Linked DNA regions of Mus musculus: all the other regions are linked to region 2. A link is a contact called in public promoter capture Hi-C data. All regions are on one chromosome and are shown on one strand. Each heading gives the region's core, a stretch centred on a gene start, on an enhancer-like site or on the middle of the called end of the contact. The rest is flanking DNA. Distances are from core to core; before and after follow the strand shown. Region 1 has its middle 68 kb from the start of Gm30305. Region 2 holds the start of Cdrt4os1 (CMT1A duplicated region transcript 4, opposite strand 1). Region 3 has its middle 60 kb from the start of Gm40025.

Region 1 (4,271 bases), core at 436-2,935, 1.6 Mb after region 2:
TTTGGATATATTTTTAGTGTTTTGTATTGATGTTCACTTATCATTTGGATTAAAAATAACTTGTGATCAAAATCTATGTTTTGCATTTTTCCATGCAATTTCTGCAGTGACAAAATGATGATAGGAATACAATAACTCCTTGGGATGACGTTTTGATAGAACTTTAGCACACACACAAAATAAATAATACATAAAGTAATATTGTAGCTATGCACAGGAAGCCACATATTACTTGGCTCTGTTTAGATGAAAAAAAATTGAGACTTGGAAAATCTATTGAGGCAGAAAGTATAGCAGTAAACTGCCTAGCAATTAACTGGGAGGAATAATTTGGGTTTGAATAACATGGTAGTTAAAGGGTGTGGGGGTCTCTTGGGTGGTGGGGGAAAATGTTCAAAAATTGATTGTGCTGTATGGAAACTGAGGATGCTTTCAATGTATGTGTAAAGACCAACTGAAGTTGTGAATGAGTGTGTATTGTTGACATGGTTATTGCCATGTCAAGGACTAATGTCTCAGACTCATGGGACAGTGGCAAAGCTTTCCCAAGTTCTAGTTATCAGTATTGACAAATGACTGACCAGTGTGTGCAAACACTAGCAACTGCAGGTTCCTCCTCCTAGATATTCACAGCCTAAGACTGTTCCTACAGAGTCCTCCTACCAAGGCTAGCTAATCCCACCCATCTGTGCTGTACATAGTAAATGTGCTGAGGGTCTGGGGTTTTGCACTATTTGGTAGTTGGAGTTGTGAACTCCACTAGAGTTCATACACTCTACCTGATCCCAGACTTTTTGTAGGACTTTCTGTGTGTTTGTCCTTTCTTCATTCCCTCACCACCAAAGTCAGGTTTCCAGACCCTCAACTCATGGGAGGAGGTAGTGTTGGTGCTTACGTCATTCTGGATATGTTAAAATCTACTGAGTGGTATGCTTTGATGACTGGAGTGTATGTATGAGAATTATAGCTCAACAAAGATGTCACCAAAAAATACACTTACATGTTTTGTTCTTATCATGGTTTGAATATGCTTGGCAGAGGGGGTGGCACTATTAGGAGGTATGGCCTTGTTGGAGTAGGTGTGTCACTGTGGGTGTGGGCTTTTTCACCTAGTCCTAGATACCTGAAAGCCAGTATTCTGCTAGAAGCCTTCAGATGAAGGTGTAGAACCCTCAGCTCCTCCTGCACCGTGCCTGCCTAGATGCTGTCATGTTCCCACCTTGATGATAATGGACTGAACCTCACAACCTGTAAGCCAACCCCAATTAAATGTTGTCCTTACAAGACTTGCCTTGGTCATGGTGTCTTTTCACAGCAGTAAAACCCTAAGTAAGATAGTTCCCTGGATAAAAAGATATTTAAATGCAAAGTTTGAGAAGTCCTAAGTTAGAAGGATACATGAAGAACTTTGGCTGCAAAGAGGGACAGTGCTTTGTGCAACAGTGTCCATCAGGCCCAATAGGCATTAAATGGCTTGAGGGAGGAGTAGCAGTATTTGTGGCTCTTGGTACCACGTTGCCTGCAGCCCCAGTAGCATTTGGCTTCCTCTGTGTTGAATATTATTAGATCTTGCATTCAAAGCCAGTCACATGGGAGGAAAGCACACGCTGTACTGTTCAGGGCTTCCTGAGACATTTGCTTTATATCTAGACAGAAGCCAAGAAGAGCCGACACTCGAGCTCTGGCAATGTGGGTCTCCAGTCCAGTGGCCAGAGCTTTCTGTCAAAGATTAATGAAGTGTGGAGACGCCGGCTTTGTCTGTTCACCTGGCCACAAAATCAGCTGGCAGAAGCATGTCAACTTAATATCACTCTGCTTCCACACTCAGGAATGATCCCAACTGGAAAGAGTCAGGAAGACTGTGTCCAGGACTTGTTTTTTTATTTATAAAGAACAGCTTAACAACCCATCTAGAACATTCCATAAGCAATATTACAAGCTTTCTTTTTATACTTTAGGCATGGCGAAGACAGGACAGGGGGAGTGCGCTGTAATCACGAGTCAAATTTCAAAGTCAATAAGTTGAACCTCTGCGAGGCCCTGGATATTTTCTAAATTAATTGACCATCAAATTCTTACCCTCTACATCTGCATTACATTAGAGATCATGAAACTATTTGGGGATTTTTTGCTACTTAGAGCTAAGATTGCATGGGCATAATTCTTTGAGAGGGCCTGTTCCTTTTCAAACATTATTTTGAATTCATGGAAAGAAACAGGATTATCTGTTGTGTTTATGCATGGCTGTTCCAGTCTAAGGAGCTCAAAGGGCTTTGTACCATCTTGTCTCTCTCCATAAGGGGAACAGGAGACCAGCTGCTCAGTACCCAGTGCACATGAGGACTTTATGAAAGGTCATTGGGTGTGTGCTAGCAAGGTAATTTTCTTGTTTCTATTATTACTATTATCATCATTCATTCATTCATTCATTCATTCATATACTCATTCAAAACTAGATTTTGAAGATCTGAAAGGAAAGGAAAACAACCATCCTAGGCTAATAAAAGAGTCTGGCTATTAAAGGTAAATAAACCAAATAAATAGAGGAGAAATGAACCCTGTGCGTGGGTCACAGTGAAGAAAGCACGGGCTTCACACACGAGAGATCAAACGCTGAGCTGGCGGATCTAATGATTGAAATAGAAGTGAAAGAAAGAGAGAAGTTAATATAGAAGGAAAGAGTTGGAGAAAATTTCTCTTGTCATGGACAGCTAGACAAAGGTCCTGGGCTGAGAAAGAGTTCATTTTAGACAGATGGTCCAGCATGTCCAAAGTCAGTGCTTGGAAGACTGGTGAATCAGGACTACAAACAAGGCCTTGTCCATGGTGGATACAGTGCTGTAAGCTAAAGAGAAGTTCCTGCACCCTCACTATATCGGGATCCACACTCCAAGGGCACAACTGATCACATGCCTTGTATCACTCTGCGAGATGATGAGACACGTAACACTGTTATCACCTACCAGAATTGACAGACGAGATGGACAGAGGTAGTTTTCACTGCTTATTATACACAGCCAACAGTGTAATGCAGGCAGAGCGGCTCTGCACATACTCGGTAACCCTGACACTAGATCCAGGGCACCAAGGCCAGGGGACAAGAGGAGTTGGTGCTGCTTCAGCAAAACAGCAATATTCTTCTGGCTCCAGAAAGTTCAGAGATCTGTGCAGAGCCTCAGTGAAAGACTAGGGGCTCAGGCACAGCTTGCCAGGAGAGCGAAGAGGTGGGAAGGGAGGAGGGAGGAGCAGCAGCCAGTGTTCCTGGAGGGTCAGCAGAGGTTTCCACAGAGCAGCAATCCTGCAGAGGAGGCAAGCAATCAATTGAAAGGACTAAAGCCAGGGTCAGGAAGCGACTGAAGTACTTTCAGAGCTGAAATTGAATCCGAAGAGTAAAGTTCAAAGCCATAAGATACAACCTTCCAGGCTAAATCCCAGCCCTGCCCCCGTCATTGCAAGTATCAAGATGGTTATCAGTGTTAAAGGGAAAATCAATGTCTCCACTATTTTTAGAGTTTAGATGGAGGTCAGGGGGGGAAATCAATTGTAGAAAACTATGGAATGCTGTGATTGTGGTTCTTATTGCTCCCACACATCACAGCTTTGAACATGCAGAAGACCCCCATTGTACCAAAGTTTCATTAAGTTGACTCTGGGAACAGCCTGCTGATTTGGGTGGGAACAGTTCTAAGGTATGAACTCTGCGTGGAATGAGCCAGATGTCGCCTTGCTTACAGTCTGTCTTCTTGAGATCAGAGGTCTATGGTTTGAGTTCTGGGCTTTCTCCTCTTTCTAAAGATAATGCTCAATTTAACTCTGGGCCAGTGTGTGAGAGAAAGCACAAAGCAGAAAGGTCAAGGGAGGAAATGTCAAGTGGGAAACACCCTGGAAAGTTCTTGGGTTGCTTTCTCTGTGTTGGGATGTGAGCCTGTGGCTATTTTCCCTTCTTTTTTTCATTTTGCTCTGGTTTGATCCCAAGACCATGCCTTTTGGAAACAGACTAAGCTAGCAAGCCCAGTTCCCACAATGGCTTCCTCTGTGAGACCCACCCTAACCTCATGGCCAAGGCTGAGGACACACAGGAGCTCCAGGGAAACATGAGGAATCTTGCAAGCTGCTATTGTTATCCAGAATCAAAGAGTCCTGAGAAAATCTGACAGAGACTCAACTCATCCATATTTCTTCAATTTTTAGAGAAAACCTATTTTTATCATAATTCTAGAAGTTTTTTGTTTTTGTTTTTGTTTTTTTTAAAATCACAGACTTGGGAAATA
Region 2 (4,369 bases), core at 1,163-3,662:
ATTAATGGGTCAGTGTACACATTTTGGGATGTGCTCTTAGTCTACTTGCAGAACTCTAAGATTACTTCACATGTCCTTTGAGGTGAAAGACCAACCAACAACCAGCCGGCCTCTCCACCTCTCTTTTACCTCTCTCAGCTCCCTTCCAGTAGCTCTGCCCGAGCCCCCGTGACCTTGCTGAGCCTCACCCACACCAACAAGCTCCCTCCTCACGCTTCCCTACCTGCCCTCCTCCTCACTGGAATCTCTCTCTCCAGCTGCCTGGTTCTCTTGCCTACTCTCTATGTCTCTGCTCATGTGTGCTGCTATTTCCTGAGTGTCTTTTCTAAGGTGCCTACCTTCTTACTCCATACCCCTCCCCCCCTGCGCGCGCACACACATACCTCTGTACCGCACGGCACAGCAGAGATTCCACCTTCTGTTGACCGTTGTTCTCCTTCACTGAATGAAGCTTTACCAGAGCAGAGCGTTTGTCTATTTTGTTCACTGTTGTGTCCGTACTGCGTGGAACAGTGCCTGCCACACAGTGGTTGCTTAGTAAAGTGTAGACCGATGAACACACACATGACCCTCACCCATCCACATACTAACATATTCTATAATACAGGGTCCTGCTCTTGCTTTTCCAAACTCTCTGAGATCTCAGAACTTGTTGCTTGTGGAACGTCATCTTATTCTTCCAAATGTCTGTTAAGGGTATAATGGTGTTAGTGTTTAACTATTAGGCCTCTTGATGATATTTGGATATCAGTTCCCTAGCCATCGTGAACAGTGCAGTAGAGTGCCCTAGAGCCTGCCTGGCCTCCTTCCTTCCTCTTGTGCAGCAGAAGGACCCTGTGTGCTACATCCACTCCAGTAGTGACTTGCTTGGCAGGCCTAAAGGCCTGGAAGCAGTCATGAGGCAGAGAGTTTCATGGAAACTTAGCCTCCTGGAACCTTGGCATTCCCATAGCTAGAATGCCCCAGATTTGTCCCTGTGATATTGTGGAGGGTCTTCCATGCTTTCTTACAGTATTTTACTGGATAAGAATTAGAAATCTCAGGGCAAGCTTAGCAAAGTATACTTAGAATCTTCACTACAGTCAGGCATTGCAAACTACATCACATATTAGAAGAAAGTTGGTGAATTCTTCTGACAAATGGAGATTCCCTACAGATACTTAAGAACAGCCAAGTTACTCTCATATGCAAGAATTTACCAAAGCCTAGGAAAAAGGGGGGCTGTGGTATTGCATTATTCAGGATAAGGTCTGCTCCAGCAGAATGCCCCTGGTGCTAGCTTTCACAAGGCTCAAAGAAGTAGCATAAATTGTGACTAGGGTGTGAAATCCTTACCTGACATTAGCTGACTCTACCCAGGGCTGTTTTATCTTTACTGTAAACATTGCCTGGTTCCTGCCAGTCCTTTGAAGTCATTCCTCTGTTTTGTGTCAGATACTTCAATGTACCTTGCCTGTTGTGATACCCTACTCCTTTGTTTTCTGTATTATATAAAACTGATGCTAACTTTGACAAAATTACATCCAGATACAGCACTCCCTGGTGTCCTGTCTGTTTGTTACCCCCCTTCTCGCCAACTCCTTGCCCACCTGTAACCAGAACCCCGAAATTTCTTCCGCAGGTGGAGGGAGGTGGATTGGGGCTGGCCCACAGCAGAAGATTTCCCACAGATTGAGGGGGGCCGACTGAGCCCAGTCCGTGGCACCTGTGTATACTAAGCAAATGCTTTGCCTGACCCTTTTGTTTTTTCATTTTTATTCTCCCCTTATTGTTTTGCTCATTAACATAATCGTCTTTTTTGACCTTGGCTTGAAGGTGATATCTACTTCTGATTCTGATCCCTGATTTGCCTGACAAAATGGGAACAAATCATGGCTGCAAACCCCCACCACAGTGGCCAAAGTCATGCCAGTCACTTGGCTTTCCTTGTCACCGTGGACCCTATCTACTAGAGCTGTGCACCTGAATAAAGCTTTCCTCTCTAATTGCTTCTGTTGGGTAATTTGTTACACTGAGGAGAAAAGAAACACAGAAAGTAACAACCTTCTTCCAGCCCTCAGTTGTCCCAGGCCACATCGCTGCGTAGGTATGATAGGAAGGGCCAAAATTTGAGCTTTCCAGCTTAGTAGTTTCAAAATACTATCTTTAAAATAGGAAGGAAGGAAGAAGAAAGGCAGAAAACGCAAATCAGAAGAAAGAACGTTCACCTTCATTTTCTTGGTGATTGGCTGCTCAGGGTACACTGGATAGGCTGTGGGGCCACCCTGTGGCCCAAGCTAGAGCCTATCCACTTCCTTTAGCTCTTCTGCATTGTCCAGGCTTCCTGTGGCCCTTGTGTACAGTGGGAGGTTGGTATGAGGTTAATGTTTGGAGTGGGTGAGTGTAGGAAACAAAAGCAGATCTTTACACATTTGTCCTTCTCTGCTTCTTTCTAATAGAATCTTGAAGTGTCCACGGAAACAGGCTCCCATTGTGTGTCTCTGACCAGGGCCTTCTGAGCTGCTTTGAGAGATCCGGGAAGTAAAACTTGGCTCCTTGGAGAAGCAACTACAAGAGAGCCTGACTCTCGGGGACCCTTTCCTGGGAGTCATTTGAGTCATGTATTGGATACCTGTTCCCCTCCTCCAAACATCTCTGTGTTTGAATTCTGATACCACAGGCACTACAGGTGCTTAAACTTTGTTTCTTGTCCAAGATGTGCCCAGTCAGCTCCAAACAACCAGTGGCAATGCACAGATCCTGGACCCTTGCCTCCTATTTTTAGAGACCATGCTGACATTCAAGGAAGGGTGGCTGTGAGCCTGGGAGCTCTTCCATTTGGGTGAATGAGCTATGAGTCCTGTTCAGAGGAGAAGAAAGTCACCTGCCCTCATCCCAGTGCCACCTCAGCATCCTCCCTGGGAGTTCAAGTGTCAATCACAGCTCCCAAGCATCTGCAGGACCTGCACCAGGAGCAAGCCTCTTGGCCTGTGGAATATCTTCAGGGGTTGTTGGTGTTTGCCTTCCTCGGTGGAGCAGCTGGAGGATCTTGGCTCCACCCACACACGCCCACCAGGGCATGGCTCCTGTCACCTGATATCTGCATCACAGGCCAGAGGCAATGAGAATTATGGCTGCGTTTACTGAGTAGCAGACACGGCTGTGGACCATGTGTATTACATCACAGACTCCGTGAGGCGGCTGTTTATATTATCCCCATTTTTATCACAGCCATGTGTAGGGATTCAGTGAGTCTAAAAAAGGTCTTTAGCTCACTGTAAAATCTCAAGAGTGTTGGCAATTGCACACATCAATCAGGGACATTATGTTAGTAGTTTAAAATTACCCACTCACTAGTGGAGTAGTCGCACTTCAGAAACTGGCCATCACTGCAGTTCAGGTGTTTGTGTGCATGTGTGCATGTGTGGGTGTTTTGTGCCCTCCTCACTTTTATAAAAATAAATTAAAATTGGCCTCTCTATTAAAATCAATGTACTTAAAGAGGAGACCCTTCCAAAACTCTTTGATAGAGGAGACATCTTTTTCTGTAGCTTGCTGTCACCATATGGATCATAAAATCCAAGGAGAGAAGAGTGGGCTGTGCCTGCAACAACCTTGGCAGGGAGGCAGGAATTGCAATGATGGACAAGAGGGCCGAAGAATGCTAAGGTGCTGCCTAGCAAGCCAGTGGGGTTTGGTATCCCTGGAAGTGGGTGCCTGTGTCCTGCCATAACACTTCTGACTAAATTCTCAAAGGGAGCTATAAAAAGTTCATGGCATCTCCAAGGGATGCTGGTGTGGGACAGCCACTGGGCAGACTGGACTAAGTTTGAGAGAACAGGTGTCTCCTTGGTTTCAGGTTTCAGTTCTGTGTGGACTTCCCTGTGGGGACTCTGGAAAGGTACCAGGAAGCTTTGCTATTTTGGGTAAGAAGACGTGGTGTGATGTACAAATACCCTATGTAGTCCATCCTTGCCCCACACAAATGCCTGCATGGAATGCCACACCAGTGCCATTGCCACAACTTTCACAACAAAGTTTTCTTAACATAGCCTAAAACCAAGGTCTGTGTTGTATGGAATGAAAGTCAAGTTAGCATTTGTGTGGACCAAATCAAAAACAAAGGAAAAATTATTTTGTGTGTTTGTCAAGCAATTGAATGTTTGTGGAAGGTTATCTATCTATCTATCTATCTATCTATCTATCTATCTATCTATCTATCTATCTATCCAATCTATCTAATCTATCATATATCTATAATCTGCCTCTATCTATCTATAATCTATCATATCTATCAACTACCATCCATATCTATTTATCATCTATCTGCTTACATATCATCCATCAATCAATCATATATCTGCTTATCATTCATCTATCTATCCATCTA
Region 3 (4,588 bases), core at 390-2,889, 1.8 Mb after region 2:
CTGGGAGACTTGACCCAGGATTACTCTGACTGTTGCATTGCGAATAATGGCCAGTCCTCCCAGCAGGCCGTGCTTTTAGCTTTCTTTCTCAAGAGTTTGTGCTTAGAGGAGAATTTTGCTGTTCTGCACGATTTTACTTTGAGATAGATCTCTCAAATATTCTCAAATTCTCCATGTAGCCTAGGATACCCTTCAGTACACCATGCTGACTTAGCAACCCATGCTCTGAGATTTCAAATGTGAAGGCCACACCCAGCTCAAATCTCGGACCTTCAGAGCCTCGCCCATTCTGCTTTTAGTATCAGAGCTGCCGAATGCCAGAGATGATGGCTTGTTGGCAAAAAAAAAAAAAAAAAAAAAAAAAGCCAGCCGTATTTACTGTTTATTTATAGTTTCGCTCATCTCAGACAACTAGGACCTTCTAATGTTTCAGGGGCTCAAGAGTTAATGTCACCCCTCAGGCTAGATGGGAAATGGTTAGCCCAGTGGACTTTAAAAAGAGTTCATTCTCTGTGAATCCCAGAGAGAGGTGGCCTCATATCTGAGCAAAGGAATTGGAGGACAGACAGCACAAATCAGCTTGTTGGGATTTTTCTCTTGGTCTAGGTGTGTGAGACTCCTCAATTAGTGAGAGATATTTTAATTAATTCCCTGAGAATAATTTTCATTAGCACTCATTCATTCCCCTGTCTTGTCAAGGGACTCATTAGCATACTAGGGACAGTCCTTACTTTGAGCTCTGGCTGGATGGCTTAGCAGCTATGTGACATTTAGTGAATGTCTGAAAGAACACTTTATTTCACAAATTATGTTATGTTCCCTGTGCCTGGGAAAACACAGACACCAATAAATATTTGTGGACTCTGAAGTTGAACAGTTAAGGATCTGGCAAATGGGTCTTCTCTCTAGCAGCCTTACAACAAAGACAGTTGATGGAACGTTAATTTGCTCTTAAAGAAATTAACTTCATTTCTTATTCCTTTACTGTTCTCTTTTTGCTGGGTTTGGGGAGGGGTGGTCTGGTACTCCTGGTATTTTACAATTTAATCATCCCCAGTAGACGCCACGTTTTGTGTTTCTAGCTCTGCCTTTATTTGGCTGCTGAGTTTTGGGTTACTTAAGGGCCATATCTTTTTCTTAAACACAGGAAAACTGGATGTAATTTTATAGTCACTAAGTGAACAATTATTTACTCAAATTGATACTTGGAAAGCTTTGTCATGCCTACCATGCCTGCTCAACCAGCCTTGATAGGAACAAGGTGATGCTCTTAGTGGCTTGGAAGGAATGCGATAATAATACTCAGAATGATGCCTGCCTTTTGGTGATCACCCCTGCTTCTCTCTCTCTCTCTCTCTCTCTCTCTCTCTCTCTCTCTCTCTCTCTCTCTCCCCCACTATCTCTCCCCAAATGGTTGGGAAAGGGTGAACCATACATCAAGACATAAACTTCTATAGACCTCCCTACAGTAAGAATAACTGGACCCTCTCTCTCCTCCCTCTCTGAACAGTCAATGTAATCACACATCTCACCCCAGCTCTCCACGTGACAAGGAACACACACTGTCTATGTCCTGTGATCAATCCTTTGGGGAACAAGGAAGATGTGTGGAGGGTGAGGCTGCAGATTCCTCCAAGCTCACAATCTGTCAGCCCCAGTCTTAAGCCACCAAGTACCCCAAAGACTCCGGCAAGTTAGAACCCTCAGATGAAGTCTGGAATCAGAAGGGTTCTTCCTGACATTGCCTTAAGTCACAGAACAGTTGAAGTTACAGAACACACGCTGAGGTCACTACTGCCTCTTGCAACACAGATACTCAGACAGAGGATAAGGTTACATTCTGAGAGTGTGTGGTTTATTTATTTGTACTGTGTCAATGGTGTCAGCCCCCTGAGGATGTCTCCCTGAACCATGGTCTCCACTGCAGCTTCCTGTTCTGGTTTCTATTTAACAGGTTTCTAAACTTATTGTCTCATGAGGTTCCAATATGGTATCAGTCAAGTCTATTTCCTCACTGTTCTCTGTACTACCCTGATGGCCTGATGCCTCTTGTCTTTACATTCATGGGCACAGTGTCAGCCATGCAAGGGCCACTGCTGTGCAACAGAAGTTACTCCTACAAGATTCAACCTTCCTGGATCCCTCACCTGTCACTGGTGCCTGGCTGTGGTTGTCCTTGCTGATCTGTAACATCTCGAATACAGCTTTGGGATAAGGATTAACCCCATAAATTTTTCAAGGAGTTTTCTTCTGCCTCTCATGACACCCCATGCTTTTTTTTAAAAAATCATCTTTACAGTCTCCATCACCTACTGCCTTCTATAGTTAGAAACCAGCTGAGAAACTCTTTAATGATTTTTTCCTTTCCTTCAAAAACTTCAATAGATAAGGTATATAGACTAACCACCACATTGCATAAATTAATATTTGTGATCTGGGAAATAACGTCATTGGCTGATGCAAACTGCATAGGTGTTTTCCACAGCTCTTGTCTGAGCAGTCACTAGAATGTGAGCCATAGAGACCCATCTTTACATGCCCAGAAACAAGCCACTCTTGTGTTTGGACAAGTACGCATTTCCTTCTAGCTCAGGTCAGGTTCTGCTCTTGCCCTTGAGTAACAGGGATTCTGTGGGATCTGCTTTCACTTTGCTGGCTTTGACAGCTCTCCCAAGATAGTCATCATCAGCCTGCTACCAACATACATGCATCAAACTGATTACATATTTGTAGCAGTAAGAGAGAACAACAGGTAGAATATTTTATTTAAGTCTAAACTTCCATAAAAGGCTCTATCTACACAATCATGTGTCATCTCTGCTCTTAGTGTCCAGCTTGCTCTGCTAGACATTGCCTAAGATCCTTCTCTTTGAAGTGGTCAAACACCAACTCTTTGTTGGGTTTATTACCCAGAGCCCCACTAGTGACAGGGCACAATTCCAGACTTTCAATCTTGTTATGAGACTGAGTTTTAAAGTGTTTGGATTTGTAAAGACTGTGGTCTTTTAAAGCTTATAAAATCTTTTGTCTTATAGTGGTGATGTTAATGAGCAATCTTGTGGATGAACAAGAGAGGAAAGGCTATGATTTAACAATTATGTACTTGTGTATCAAGTTGAAAGGTGTTCAGTTGTCCTGGCTAGTTTTATATCAATTTGATACACGATAGAGTTAGCTAAAAGGAGGGAACCTCAACTGAGAAAATGCCTCCATAAGATCTGGCTGTGAGGCATTTTCTTAACTAAGGATCCATGGGTGTGTGCACAGCCCTTTGTGGATCGTGCCATTCCTGGGCTGGTGGTTCTGGGTTCTGTAAGAGAGCAAGACTAAGCAAGCCATGGTAAGCAAGCCAGTAAGCAGTACCCCTCCATAGCCTCTTTATCACCTCTTGCCTCCAGGTTACTGCCCTTTTTGAGTTCCTGCCCCGACTTCCTTTAATGATAAACAATGATATGGAAATGTAAGTGAAATAAACCCTTGCCTCCCTAATTTGCATTATGGTCATGGGGTTTCATCAAAGCAATAAAATACCTAAGACAGGGGCTGACTTTTAACTCTTCCACTTTCAGTACTACAGGGTGGGGGAACATTAGCACTGTCCCAGACACCACAGCTCTAACAGGCAGGAAGGATGTGCCTATGATCGCTTTAAATCTTCCTTCTGGCTGCCCGTACTACCCGTAGAACACCCCATGGAGAATAATCTTTGATCTCCTCTCAATTCCTTATATATACTTCACGTATACTATGCTTTATCAGTGAGAGCCTGCTCTTCAAATATGTCCTTGGAACAGATGCTGGCCATGCCATAAAGGAACATGTGGAGGCAGTGTATTGAGTCCCTAGCACAGGTGTTTCCCTCAGCTGTTGCCTGATCACAGAGAGTGTGTGAACTCTGGTAGACGGAGCATAAGTGGTTCCAGGTTCCTCCAGACACTATGATATCTCCTGGCATGATTTCATCCTAGCTTCGGAGGTATCTGGATGCATTTACATGGCACTCTAGACAATCAGCGATGGCCACCATTGTGGCAAGTACCCCTATGAAGGATCGTTTGGTCTGAGCTCTTTTAAAACCGATGCATCTCTTAGGTCATCATCAGAAAATAATCATCTTTGGCTCATTCTCCGTTTTTACCTTGGTCCTAACTTCTTGGTGGAAAGCTTTAAGACTATTGGAAACATAATGGACACTCTGAACACCTGGGAAGGTGAAGCCACCGCATTAGCTGTAGAAGGAAAGACCTCCCCCACTTAGTTCTAGAGGCCTGACAATGGCAATCTACTGTTGTTAGGGCTCAGCAACTTGGGACCCTCTGCAAACTTTATTATCGCCAAACTCAGACGAAGTGTGATGGGACTATACGCTGAGACCTGACAAGCAGAATGCTGGAAGACTGTAGAAAAGAAACTCGGAATCACGTCTGCCCCGCATTCTGGAAGCTGAAAACTCTGTCGGCAACCGTAGTGTACACCCGAACTTTCAAACAGACTGCAAGGAATATCCGATCCTGGCGACCAAAGCACAGGAGTAGGCCCGCATTTGAAACCAGAACCCTAAAGGAAATTGCAGAATTGCTAGAGATCG

What was found. Promoter capture Hi-C pulls out the DNA fragments that hold promoters and counts their contacts.
Region 1: a promoter capture Hi-C map of the C10 cell line shows a contact between it and region 2, with 4 times the contacts expected there. The contact joins the enhancer-like site here to the promoter of Cdrt4os1 in region 2. A contact is called at or near these places in 6 of 39 promoter capture datasets (the C10 cell line, cranial neural crest, hippocampal neurons and 2 more) and 1 of 9 other capture datasets (embryonic stem cells).
Region 3: a promoter capture Hi-C map of pre-B cells shows a contact between it and region 2, with 6 times the contacts expected there. The contact joins the enhancer-like site here to the promoter of Cdrt4os1 in region 2. A contact is called at or near these places in 6 of 39 promoter capture datasets (cranial neural crest, frontonasal cranial neural crest, hippocampal neurons and 3 more) and 1 of 9 other capture datasets (embryonic stem cells).

Annotation. Positions count from the first base shown.
Region 1 is chr11:64,649,071-64,653,341 of GRCm38.p6, forward strand. No RefSeq gene overlaps it. Among named protein-coding and RNA genes, the nearest start is that of Gm30305, 68 kb to the right of the region's middle. Within about 2 kb of position 1,686, at least 3 of the 459 cell types and tissues checked have an H3K27ac peak or open chromatin away from gene starts, as enhancers often do.
Region 2 is chr11:63,001,722-63,006,090 of GRCm38.p6, forward strand. It overlaps Cdrt4os1 (CMT1A duplicated region transcript 4, opposite strand 1), which reads right to left and starts at 2,413. Exons shown (of 3, transcript NR_126547.1): 1 at 2,208-2,413; 2 at 384-516.
Region 3 is chr11:64,780,267-64,784,854 of GRCm38.p6, forward strand. No RefSeq gene overlaps it. Among named protein-coding and RNA genes, the nearest start is that of Gm40025, 60 kb to the right of the region's middle. Within about 2 kb of position 1,640, at least 4 of the 459 cell types and tissues checked have an H3K27ac peak or open chromatin away from gene starts, as enhancers often do.